Regions from separate parts of the Mus musculus genome. Here all the other regions are linked to region 1. Evidence: chromatin contacts called from public Hi-C data. All regions are on one chromosome and are shown on one strand. Each heading gives the region's core, a stretch centred on a gene start, on an enhancer-like site or on the middle of the called end of the contact. The rest is flanking DNA. Distances are from core to core; before and after follow the strand shown.

Region 1 (3,276 bases), core at 255-2,754:
TGACCCCTGCGTTATCTTTCAAAATAAAGCAACACCCTATCTTCTCTTCTGTATGACTTTCATTGTCACATGACTCCTGCTGGGTGAACCATTTTTTTCTTAGTTCTTGTTTGCCTTTCTTAACTGTGCCCACACCAGCAGCAGGAAGTGTTCAGCTGGCCCTTGATTCCCTTCACAGAGATGACATACGAATTTTTGGTTCCTGTAATGTCAGCAGAGTTGACCCAGGGAACTCCAGAATGTCACTCCAGGGGACCCACCCCATGTCCTTACTTCAACATCTTGAAGGCCTGGAAAGAGTCAGAAAGGAAGAAACGACAAGAGTCCCTAGTTATGAACTCCATACTTTGTATTCTTAATGGTGTCCTGGGTAGACTTACCAGATCTAGCAAATGAAAACACCACAGAGGATACTCTTATTTTAAAATACTGTCATCTGAAGTAGCCTACTACCAGGCTCCTACTGCCTTGTGAGTCCCAAGAACAAGGACCCAGAGCCTGTGACCTGCTCTCTGTAGGTGCTCAATAAACACAGAAGGGCTGTTAGAGTGTGTACTGGCTAGTTTTGTGTCAACTTGACACAGCTGGAGTTATCACAGAGAAAGGAGCTTCAGTTGAGGAAATGCCTCCATAAGATCCAACTGTAAGGCATTTTCTTAATTAGTGATCAAGGGGGAAAGGCCCCTTGTGGGTGGGACCATCTCTGGGCTGGTAGTCTTGGTTCTATAAGAGAGCAGGCTGAGCAAGCCAGTAAAGAACATCCCTCCATGGCTTCTGCATCAGCTCCTGCTTTCTGACCTGCTTGAGTTCCAGTCCTGACTTCCTTTGGTGATGAACAGCAACATGGAAGTGTAAGCCAAATAAACCCTTTCCTCCCCAACTTGCTTCTTGGTCATGATGTTTGTGCAGAAATAGAAACCCTGACTAAGACAGAGTAGCACTCTGGTACTGCAGTGTGGATGCCACACTTTGTATACACAACACCTACTGAGAGGATCCTGATATCTGTCACAGCTCTATATGTGTGTCACCTCTGACCCCACAGGATAAGAAAATAAGAGCAGAGGCTGGGGAAATGGCTGCATGGGCAAAATGCCAGCATGAGGACCTGAGTTCAGATCCCCCACACCAACCTAAAAAGCTTAGCATGGGGAACAGAGACAGGCAGATATCAGGACTCACTGGTCAGACTAGCCAATCGCTGAACTCCGTGTCCTGTGAGAGACTGTCTCAGAAACTAAGGTAGAGAGATACAGACGCCCAACATTAACCTCTGCCCTCTACACAAACACACAGGAACATGCCCCCCTCATACATAGCAGAAAAAGAAAAAGAGGAACATTTTAGTTGATGAGAGATGGAGTTATGTGGAAACTGGCATGTTCTCAGTCGTACACGCAGGACATAAATTAAAATGTCACTGGAGAGCACTTCCCTCTCTCTAAGAAGATGCCTCCTCCCAGACGCCCTGCCTGCCCCATTCCCACCTGGCAGGCTCTCCTAGCCTCTCCTCTGCTGGCACCGTGTAGCTGGGACCTGGGTGTTTGTTTCATGAGAGAGTGGCATAAAGGTTATAGCGAGACTGGATTTGGTGTCTAGCTCCTGCTGGTCTGGGGTCCTTGAAAGTTGGCATCAGCTCAGACACAAGTGACAAATGTTGGAGCAGCCACAGAGACCCAGGATCAGAGCTCCCATCTGAGCACCTCCCATAGCGGATGCTGGGGTTCACAACCACACCCCATATTGCTCTCCAGAGGGTGAGTAAGCCCTCAGGGCCCAGCCTCTTCCAGGACTGCAGATGGGGCCCTGGAGAGCACGAAGTTCAACCACCCCCAAATCCCATGAATAAACTCAGTCTTCACTCTGCTTCATGAAAGGAACTCTGTCCTGGACCGCCCTGGTCCCTGCAGCCCTCAACCTCAGAGGTTTGTGTTGCTGGAGGACCTTCTTTGAGCTCTGACAAGGACAAGGAAAGGCTCTGTAGGCAGTGTTTGACTTGTGGGTGGTTGTTTTTTTTTTTTTTTTTTTCTTTCATGGCTACAAACCATCGGCTGTTGAAAAATTTGAGTTTACTTGTGAATTGCCTGTCTGTGTTTGTGAGTGGAGGAAGGTAGGACTGAAAGGTTTCAAAACTGTTTTCAGTTTCTGTGTGAGTTTCTCCGGTGCTTAGCGTTTCATTGAGAATCCCATATTTATTTCTGTGCCATTACATCATTGTTTGGCGCATTTTATAACCTGAGGTGGAGAGAGCTGCCCTCCTTCTTGGCACTGGAGTCAGAGGATCACATCACATCACACCCAGCAGAATTTAGGACATGATCCTGAATGAGGTCCACTCAGCTCTGAAGAGGGACACAGAAACACTGTGTGTAACGGCGACGGAAATGAGTTCAAGGCGGAAATTCGCTTGTACATACTATTCCTTTGTACGCTAGAGAAACCTGTAATGGATTTCTTCCACAGATCAAAAACAAAATTAGATGTAAAATGCAACAAAGGGAAAAGAGAGGGCCAGTAAGATGGCTCAGTGGGTGAGGACGCAGACCTGAGGATCTGAGTTCAATCCCCGGATCCTCTCAACGGTGAGGAGAGAACAAAGTCCAGAAAATTGTGCTCTGGCCTCCAGACATGTGTCACGGCAGACATGCCCCCCACATACACATACGCACCTACATACACACACACATGCACACCCGCGTACACACACACCCCTACACAGACACACAGATATATACACACCTACACATATACCTACACTCATGTACACACACACACACTGACATATGACATTCTGAACATGTTGAAAATAACTAGCATTCCATTTCCTTGGTCCGCTGCTGCTTAGCTGGTCCTTTGAATGCGCTATCCTTGACAGCTGTGTGGGACACCAAAGCAAAGCAGATAATTCCAGTTGTTTATGAATTCTTTAGGAGCCCTTGGGAGTGAACTGTGCTGTATTTGTGACAAGCTGTGTCTGTGTTACTTCTGCAGGCTCCTGTAGGAGGACAATTCCATCTCTAGGCAAGTCTACCCATAACCTTTCTAAAATTAGCAACAGTACACAAATGTAATGAACCTAAATGTCCAATGAGAGGGCACACGTTAAATAAATTTCATCATATCCTCAGCATAAACTAGTAGAGACCTTCTAAAATGTGGTGGTAATGTAAAAAAAAAAACATTGTGACAAACTGGGCCTAGTAGTTCACACCTGTAACCCCAGAATTTTAGAGGCTGTGACTAAAGGACCTGAGCTTTCTGTGAGACTGTCTCAAA
Region 2 (3,276 bases), core at 214-2,713, 130 kb before region 1:
GCCCACACTGCCAGTCCCGTCCTATAGTTCTTTCTGTAAGGAACTAAAGAAATACTTGCCCTTTTCCTTTGATAAAATGTTATATACAAAAGTCACCGACAGTGATATCAAGATCTCTAATGGTGAGAAACATGTAGGTATCTATATTTTAAGAATTTTACTGCACTTTCATTTCTTTGGTTTAGTAAGTAATATATGCTCTGGATTAATTTTACTTATTTAAATGTTTATATTTACTCATTGATATTGAGAGTGTATACAGAAGTCAGTGGACAACTTGCTGGATAAGTTCTCTCCTTGTGCTGTGTGGAGAATAAACTCAGGGCATCAGGCTTGGCACCTGCTGTCCTTAGCCGCTGAGTCATCTTGCTGGCCTTTGATTATATATCATGTTCTAAGCCAGCAGTAGAGCACATTCCATCATTTTCTTGTGGATTCTGAGATTGAACTCTTAGCCAGTGGCACCTGGCTGTAGGTTTCTCCTTAGGCAGAACTGCAGTCTCCACCCCTCCACCCCCCCCCCCATCCCTTTGACCCTCACTCCTGTCAAGTACGTTCAAAGTCCCACTGATGTCCTTTCTGTTGTGAGGGTGGCTACTTTCAAAGACTTGTGACAGATGTCAGTTGGGGATGGAGTTAATTAATATTCTTGTGCTTATGGTTTTTTAAAAGAGGTTATTAAGCCAGTCTCTACTTCCCCTACTCTACCTCTCTGCCTTTCTACAATAAATGTCTAAAAACAAAAAAACAAAAACAAAAACAAAAAAACAAACAAACAGAAACAGATACTTAGAAGTGACTGCTAGCCACAAACAGAATTGCAGTTGTTGACCCTTTAGTAACGTGTTTTAATAACAACTAGGCATTCAACCATATGTGCCTGATATAATTATTGTTGTCAGTTCTTCTTTAGCTTTGGTTTGGTTTTTTTTCTGAGAGACAAGGTTTCTCTGGGTAGCCCTGGCTGTCCTAGAACTCGCTGTCATAATCACTGACAAGGAAAGCTCATGGGTCACTGTAAGCTCATGCAAACTTGGATAGTGTTCATCCAGGGCGGTGGAGGGGGTGCAGTCGTTAATAGTACAGATGGTACTTCAGCCACGTTTCTGCGAGCTCAAGAGCGAACCTGCACCAGCTGTGCAGTAGAGTAGAATCCATCCACAAGGTAGGGCAATTTGAAAGCTCATTTGTTTTCTATCTTGTGTGTTTACTTTTACCTTGTTCTGGTTTTAGTTCTGGGATGGTTCTGTAAGATTTGCCTCTGATGTCAGGTGTGACATGCTGGTTGGTGGCAAAGACAAATGCCACTGCCACTCAGTCATGGGTTTTACCAGGGGTTTTCACTGCCTCTGTGATGCATGGGAACTTGGATTGCCTATGGCTGTCCATGTTAAACTGTCCCCATGTGGACAGGGTGTCTGTGTGGCTGTCCGTGTTAAACTGCCCCCGTGTGGACAGGGTGTCTGTGTGGCTGTCCGTGTTAAACTGCCCCCGTGTGGACAGGGTGCTCCTTTAGTTCTGCTGCATTTTCACTTTACCTTACCATCTGTCTCACATCTTTATGATTTTAGCTTGATGGATGATTAGCTGTAACAAGTGAATAATTACTGGGAGGAAGTGGTTCTAGGAGGCCCTGATAATGGAGATGATTGGGAAGATGAGTTAGACAAAGTAGGACAAAGGTCAGTCACACACACTGTAAAATGAGTTAGCAGTTTGAACCTGCCAGGGCCTATGGAGTTTGCTTTAAGGCTGTTGTATCCTCACTGTTAGGAAAATGTCTTTAACTGATTGTTGAAATTCTTTTAGATGTAAGTATAAAGCTATCCAATCTTTTTCACAAGTCACAGACAGATTTTTTTTTTCCTTTGCCATTGCTATAAATCAAACCCAGGCCTTCACACATGCCAGGCATGCACAGTACCACTGAGCTACACTGCTAGCTCGTAGTTAGGTGGGTGTTTTTGAGGTAAAGTTCAATGACTGGGATAGGGGGATAATGAATACATTTAGAATCATAATTCAAATATATTAAAAAGTTGGTATACTGGCGATTTTGTTTTGTGATATCAGTACCCTGTTGCTTTTGTCATTACATAACGTGTATCAGGAGATTTTGATATTAGCATATCATGACTGTCAAGAAATTAACTTGTTTATGTAATGAGGGTGTTAGTTGTGCATTTTTAAAGTGATACATTTTGTACTTTGTGTCCTAAATTATTAGAGGAAAATCATTACAAGCATAAATTCAATTTAAAATTTTATTTTAAAGTTGTACTTACTGGAAAAACATTTCCTAGTGGCAAAACTAGAGTTTTTTTCCTCTAGTTTCCTGTCTGTATTTTCATAAATAAAATGCACTAATTGGCTGAACTCTTGAAATAATTTTTTTCAGTGAAAGTTAGAGCAGACTTATATTTTTTAAATAAATCATGAAGTATCTTGAACATGTATTTGGATTTGATTCAAAATAAAGCTAAGATTTGTTTTACATTGTGGCCAATATTTACATTTACCAATATTCAGTCAATATAATTTTTAAAATAACAAGGATTTGCATAATCTTCCTTGAAGGAGAATGGAACTGTTTTCACAGATACATTTTTATAGTAGTAAAATGTATTTTAAAAACTGTACCTGTAAAAATAAGTTGTGCAGAGTAACGTGTAATGTTTAGATTTGGGGAACTGGAAGTGAAGTTCTGTGTCATTTACTTGGAGGTGTCAGTCAATAGGCTTGATCATCATCTGTACTGCCCTCAAGGAGTAGGACCCGCCTCTGTATTCAGCCCAGAAAATGCCATCTTGGTGCTTGCTTCTGTAATGACCACCTCTGTACCATACTCCGTTGAGGTTAGAGTGTGCACAGGCGTTGTACCACCAGCCTCCTTTATGGAAGTGGGCGCAGTTTCCTGCAGGAGAAATAGAGACAGTGAAGTAAGAGTCCTTCTGTGCCATGACACTTGCAGACTGCCACACGTATGTGCTTCTTTTGGAGCCGTTTGAGTGACTGACTCCAGGAGGAGTCACTTCTCATTACTCACTTTACTAGAATTACCGTATTCATTTCACTCTGTGCTGACTTAACATTTAAATAATTTCATTTTCTTCAAAGTAGAGTAAATACATGCAGTATTTGTGTTTAAGAAATATATTGAGGGAGACAAAGGTGAAATGGGCAGGATTGACTAAGGGAGATGGCAGAGCTTGAAGGAAAATTGAAGTCTGGAAGTAGCTCAGCTAATTAAATGAGTGTAAACAGAAAGGCGGGCTT
Region 3 (3,276 bases), core at 498-2,997, 92 kb after region 1:
AGAGATCAGAAGACGGGGCAGCGACTTGACGGCGTGGATCAATGAGCCAGGAAGAAAACACTGCTTAGTGCGCAATTCTCATCTTCCTACATTAATATTCCTTTGGAAAAAGAAACATCACCATATTTTGTATTGGCTCTCTTTGAAAAAAAAACCCAGAAACTAGAATTAGACACAACACCAAAACCATAAGTAATGTGCAGCCTGCTACGGTTCTATCCCATGTTACTCTAATAGCTTCCATGACTGTAATCAGGGGAGGGGAGTGGCATTTCTCAAAGGCAAAACCAACTCTCAGGTTAAACCCTGAGGGCTCTGGGCCTAACTGGTGCTCCCTGAAAATAACCCACTCCTTCTATTATGCACACTGAAATAGAGATGAAAGGAGAAAATAAATAAAGAATATTCCCAACACAAACTCCAAGTGCAACAAGGGCTTAGGGATGGTCTGGGAGCAAAGACAAAGAACACGAGATCCTGTGGAGGCGAGCCCTCAGTGGACACGGCTCCCTACAGCCAGCCAGAGGGCTGCAAGGAGGGAAAGGTACAAGCAGCCATGTGGCCAGCCCCTTTCAGAAAGGTACGACATCTGCTTGGTATTCTCATTAAGTGCAGAGTATGTGTAGCTGCTCAAGTGGCCATTGTGTCAGTGATCAGGGGCACCTGTAGTGAGCACTATTTTCAACATCGATGCTGGGTAATGCCCGGTATGCTGCCAGGAATGAAGGAAGAGAGACTGCCCTATGCCCATGGCTTACAGACAGCCACCAACAAGCTACAGGTGGATACTGGCCCACTAGCAAGTAACATTCCAAAAGAGTGGGAGAAGTGACTGCTAGTCAGTACGAGAGCCTGGAGGTGTCTGTCTGACTAAACTTCCGCTGCACTGTGTACTTTCTGCACCAACTGACACAGCCGTGGTAAATAGTGCAAAGCAGATGGAAAGGCCATGTCTCCCAGTGGAGTAGTCTGGTAATCTAATGTGCAGTTCTTGCTACAACAGCAATGACCACGGAAGCAAGGCCAACAGCCACTTCCACTAGTCTCGAATAAAACATCTCCTGCTACATCCCCCACACTGCTTTCTCCCGCTCCCCAGATTTGCAGTAAACTGAAACGTGATAACCCCCAGGACTGGCCAAGTCAAGGCCTGTTTCGCAGTACAGCACAACTGAGAGCAGCCCAACGGTGGGCGGTGGGCGGCACAGGCCACCGCAGAGAGGGCGGGCTATGCCTTCCTATGATGTATACACGAGGCTCCCTAATCTCCCAGTGCACTTTCCAACCCTGCCCGCACTGCCCTGCTCCACCACACTGACTTTTTATCTACTTCTGTGACTTCCTTTCTGCTGTTTTGAGATGACCCTGTAAACGTGAGAACTCAGGGACCTGAGGTACTTCACATAAACACACTCAAGTATCAGTCTTTCACTTTTTGAGAACGAGAACACAGGAAAACGAGTCCCTTTCCCTTTCCCCTCAGAATGTGTGCATTTCCCCACTCAGCCGACGATGGCTACCTCTGCACCACATCGCTAATTTCCTGTACACACGACAATAAGTTATTAAGGACGGGGTTTGTCCCAGGCACACCAGCAGCTGTGGAAGACACCTGCAGCTCCTGTAAGCTAAGTTCCAGTTTGCTCACAGCCTCTCGGAAGGCAAACTTGTTGCGAGTCTGAGGGATGCTGTCCACATACCCTGAGCAGTAGTCGAGCAGCTGGTGCCCAGTGTCCACCAGTTGGCTGTTGGGCACAGGTTCCGTGATTGCACTGGACAGTAGGTCGGCACACTCCAGCAGGGCCTCTTTGCTGATTTTGTCAGCTGAGATTTTCTCAGCTGCCTGTTTGGTTTTCCTCAGGGCCACCTTAGTACCTGCTGTGCCATTGGCCATTTTGGCCGGTGAGATGGAAGATGTGGGCAAAGGCACTTGAGGTGGAGGCATGACTGGCCTCCCAGGTTTCCCACTACTGGGCATTGGGCCTGGAGCTGCCTTTTTTCCTCCCTCCTGGGTCTCTGGAGTGTGCTGTCCTGCAGGTGGGGCAGTCGGCTCTTCCTCGGGGTCTGAGCATGTGGACGGATGCTGCAGTAGTCTCATCACTGGTGGGGGGGGTGGGGCACACTTTGGTTTTACCCGACGGGGTCGGTCCTTGTCTCCAGAGGATGTGACCTGATGCTCAGATAAGAGCTTGAATTTGTTCCCCTGAGAGTCTGTGCCAATGAGCTGCACATCAGCTGGAGTGTGTTTCAGAGTGGGAGAGATAAGGACTGGCACTTTGTGGTTGTGAGTGGTTGGGAGGACAGCTACAGCCTTGGCTGGAGAAGACCAGCCTAGCTGCTCTCCATCCTCGGGGACTCCAGCGACTCCAAGTCGCGTCCCACCATTCCTTTCCTTGCCTTTGGGGGCAGCTGCCACTCCAGCCACCCCTACCCCCGGAGAGTCACTCTCTGTGATGGCTGGATCAGGGGCTCTCAAGGGAAGAGCTGTGGCTCCTCTGGGCAATAGTTTGGCTTTTGGTCTCTCCCTGGCTGGAGCAGCACCTTCCTCAGATTTTTTTGGAAGCATGTCATTAGCCCTGTCCACATTCTCTTCTGGTTGAGAAGAGGTGGACACTGTCCTTTCCAGCTGGAGTTTGGACCTCTGGCAGTTCCTGGGAAGGGTCATTGCCATCCTATCCTGCTCTGGAAGCCCTGAGGACATGGAAGATGTAGAGTTGGACCTTGGAAAAGGCTTCGAAGTGTCATCACTGGCTGTGGGCTTACCTGCTCGCAAGCCCAGTGTCTTTTTGATTAATCGAGGTGTAAAGAAGCCTGTGATACCAGACCACCCGCCCCCAGCAGTGCCACTGCCCCCACCCCCACCACTGTCATCATCAGCACAGAGGTTCCTCTGTGCAAAGCTCCCCCCATAGCACTTGGCTGGCACCAGATTCGGCTCTTGCTGGCTGGGAGCGACAGAGAACCCATCAGCATGCTGTAGAGAAGCAACAGGTGAGAAGTTACCCGTGAGTTCATATTTCTTGTGGGGCTGATTCTCCATTTCTCGAAAGGAGCTGCTGCGCTTCGGGGGCGTGGGGGCGTTCCTCTTTTTCATGAAGGAGCTGAAGAAGCCCCCCTTCCTATCCCTGGTAAAGCATGTCTCTTTGGCATCTTCTAAGAGGCTGCTGGGCGACTTATCTCTTTGCTTTCGAGGCAGAGCTGGGGACCCACTGGAGGCCTGTGTGCTTCTAATGAACCCTGCTGAGAAATGGCCAATCAAAAACAGGAGAGACAAGA

What was found. Hi-C and Micro-C count contacts between places; a contact is called where the count stands out from the background.
Region 2: a contact with region 1 is called in a Hi-C map of the G1E-ER4 cell line, with 2.6 times the contacts expected there. The contact joins two enhancer-like sites. A contact is called at or near these places in 6 of 39 promoter capture datasets (the HPC-7 cell line, embryonic stem cells, fetal liver and 3 more), 6 of 484 Hi-C or Micro-C datasets (the G1E-ER4 cell line, the HPC-7 cell line, bone marrow-derived macrophages and 1 more), 2 of 115 datasets of contacts at active chromatin or transcription factors (oligodendrocyte precursor cells and pancreatic cancer cells) and 1 of 9 other capture datasets (embryonic stem cells).
Region 3: a Hi-C map of the G1E-ER4 cell line shows a contact between it and region 1, with 3 times the contacts expected there. The contact joins two enhancer-like sites. A contact is called at or near these places in 6 of 39 promoter capture datasets (HPC-7-derived erythroid cells, embryonic stem cells, liver and 2 more), 15 of 484 Hi-C or Micro-C datasets (the CH12 cell line, the G1E-ER4 cell line, the HPC-7 cell line and 6 more) and 1 of 9 other capture datasets (pancreatic islet).

Annotation. Positions count from the first base shown.
Region 1 is chr1:156,732,764-156,736,039 of GRCm38.p6, reverse strand. No RefSeq gene overlaps it. Among named protein-coding and RNA genes, the nearest start is that of Gm39683, 10 kb to the left of the region's middle. Within about 2 kb of position 1,504, at least 36 of the 459 cell types and tissues checked have an H3K27ac peak or open chromatin away from gene starts, as enhancers often do. A contact at or near this core is called in the G1E-ER4 cell line and the HPC-7 cell line, where this site is marked.
Region 2 is chr1:156,860,053-156,863,328 of GRCm38.p6, reverse strand. The region is part of intron 8 of Ralgps2 (Ral GEF with PH domain and SH3 binding motif 2); the gene reads left to right. Angptl1 (angiopoietin-like 1) reads right to left here. Exons shown (of 5, transcript NM_028333.2): 5 at 2,251-2,914. The coding sequence ends at 2,727. Among named protein-coding and RNA genes, the nearest start is that of Angptl1, 23 kb to the right of the region's middle. Within about 2 kb of position 1,463, at least 40 of the 459 cell types and tissues checked have an H3K27ac peak or open chromatin away from gene starts, as enhancers often do. A contact at or near this core is called in the G1E-ER4 cell line and the HPC-7 cell line, where this site is marked.
Region 3 is chr1:156,640,957-156,644,232 of GRCm38.p6, reverse strand. It overlaps Abl2 (v-abl Abelson murine leukemia viral oncogene 2 (arg, Abelson-related gene)), which reads right to left. Exons shown (of 12, transcript NM_009595.3): 12 at 1-3,240. The coding sequence ends at 1,517. Among named protein-coding and RNA genes, the nearest start is that of Tor3a, 32 kb to the left of the region's middle. Within about 2 kb of position 1,747, at least 14 of the 459 cell types and tissues checked have an H3K27ac peak or open chromatin away from gene starts, as enhancers often do. A contact at or near this core is called in the G1E-ER4 cell line, where this site is marked.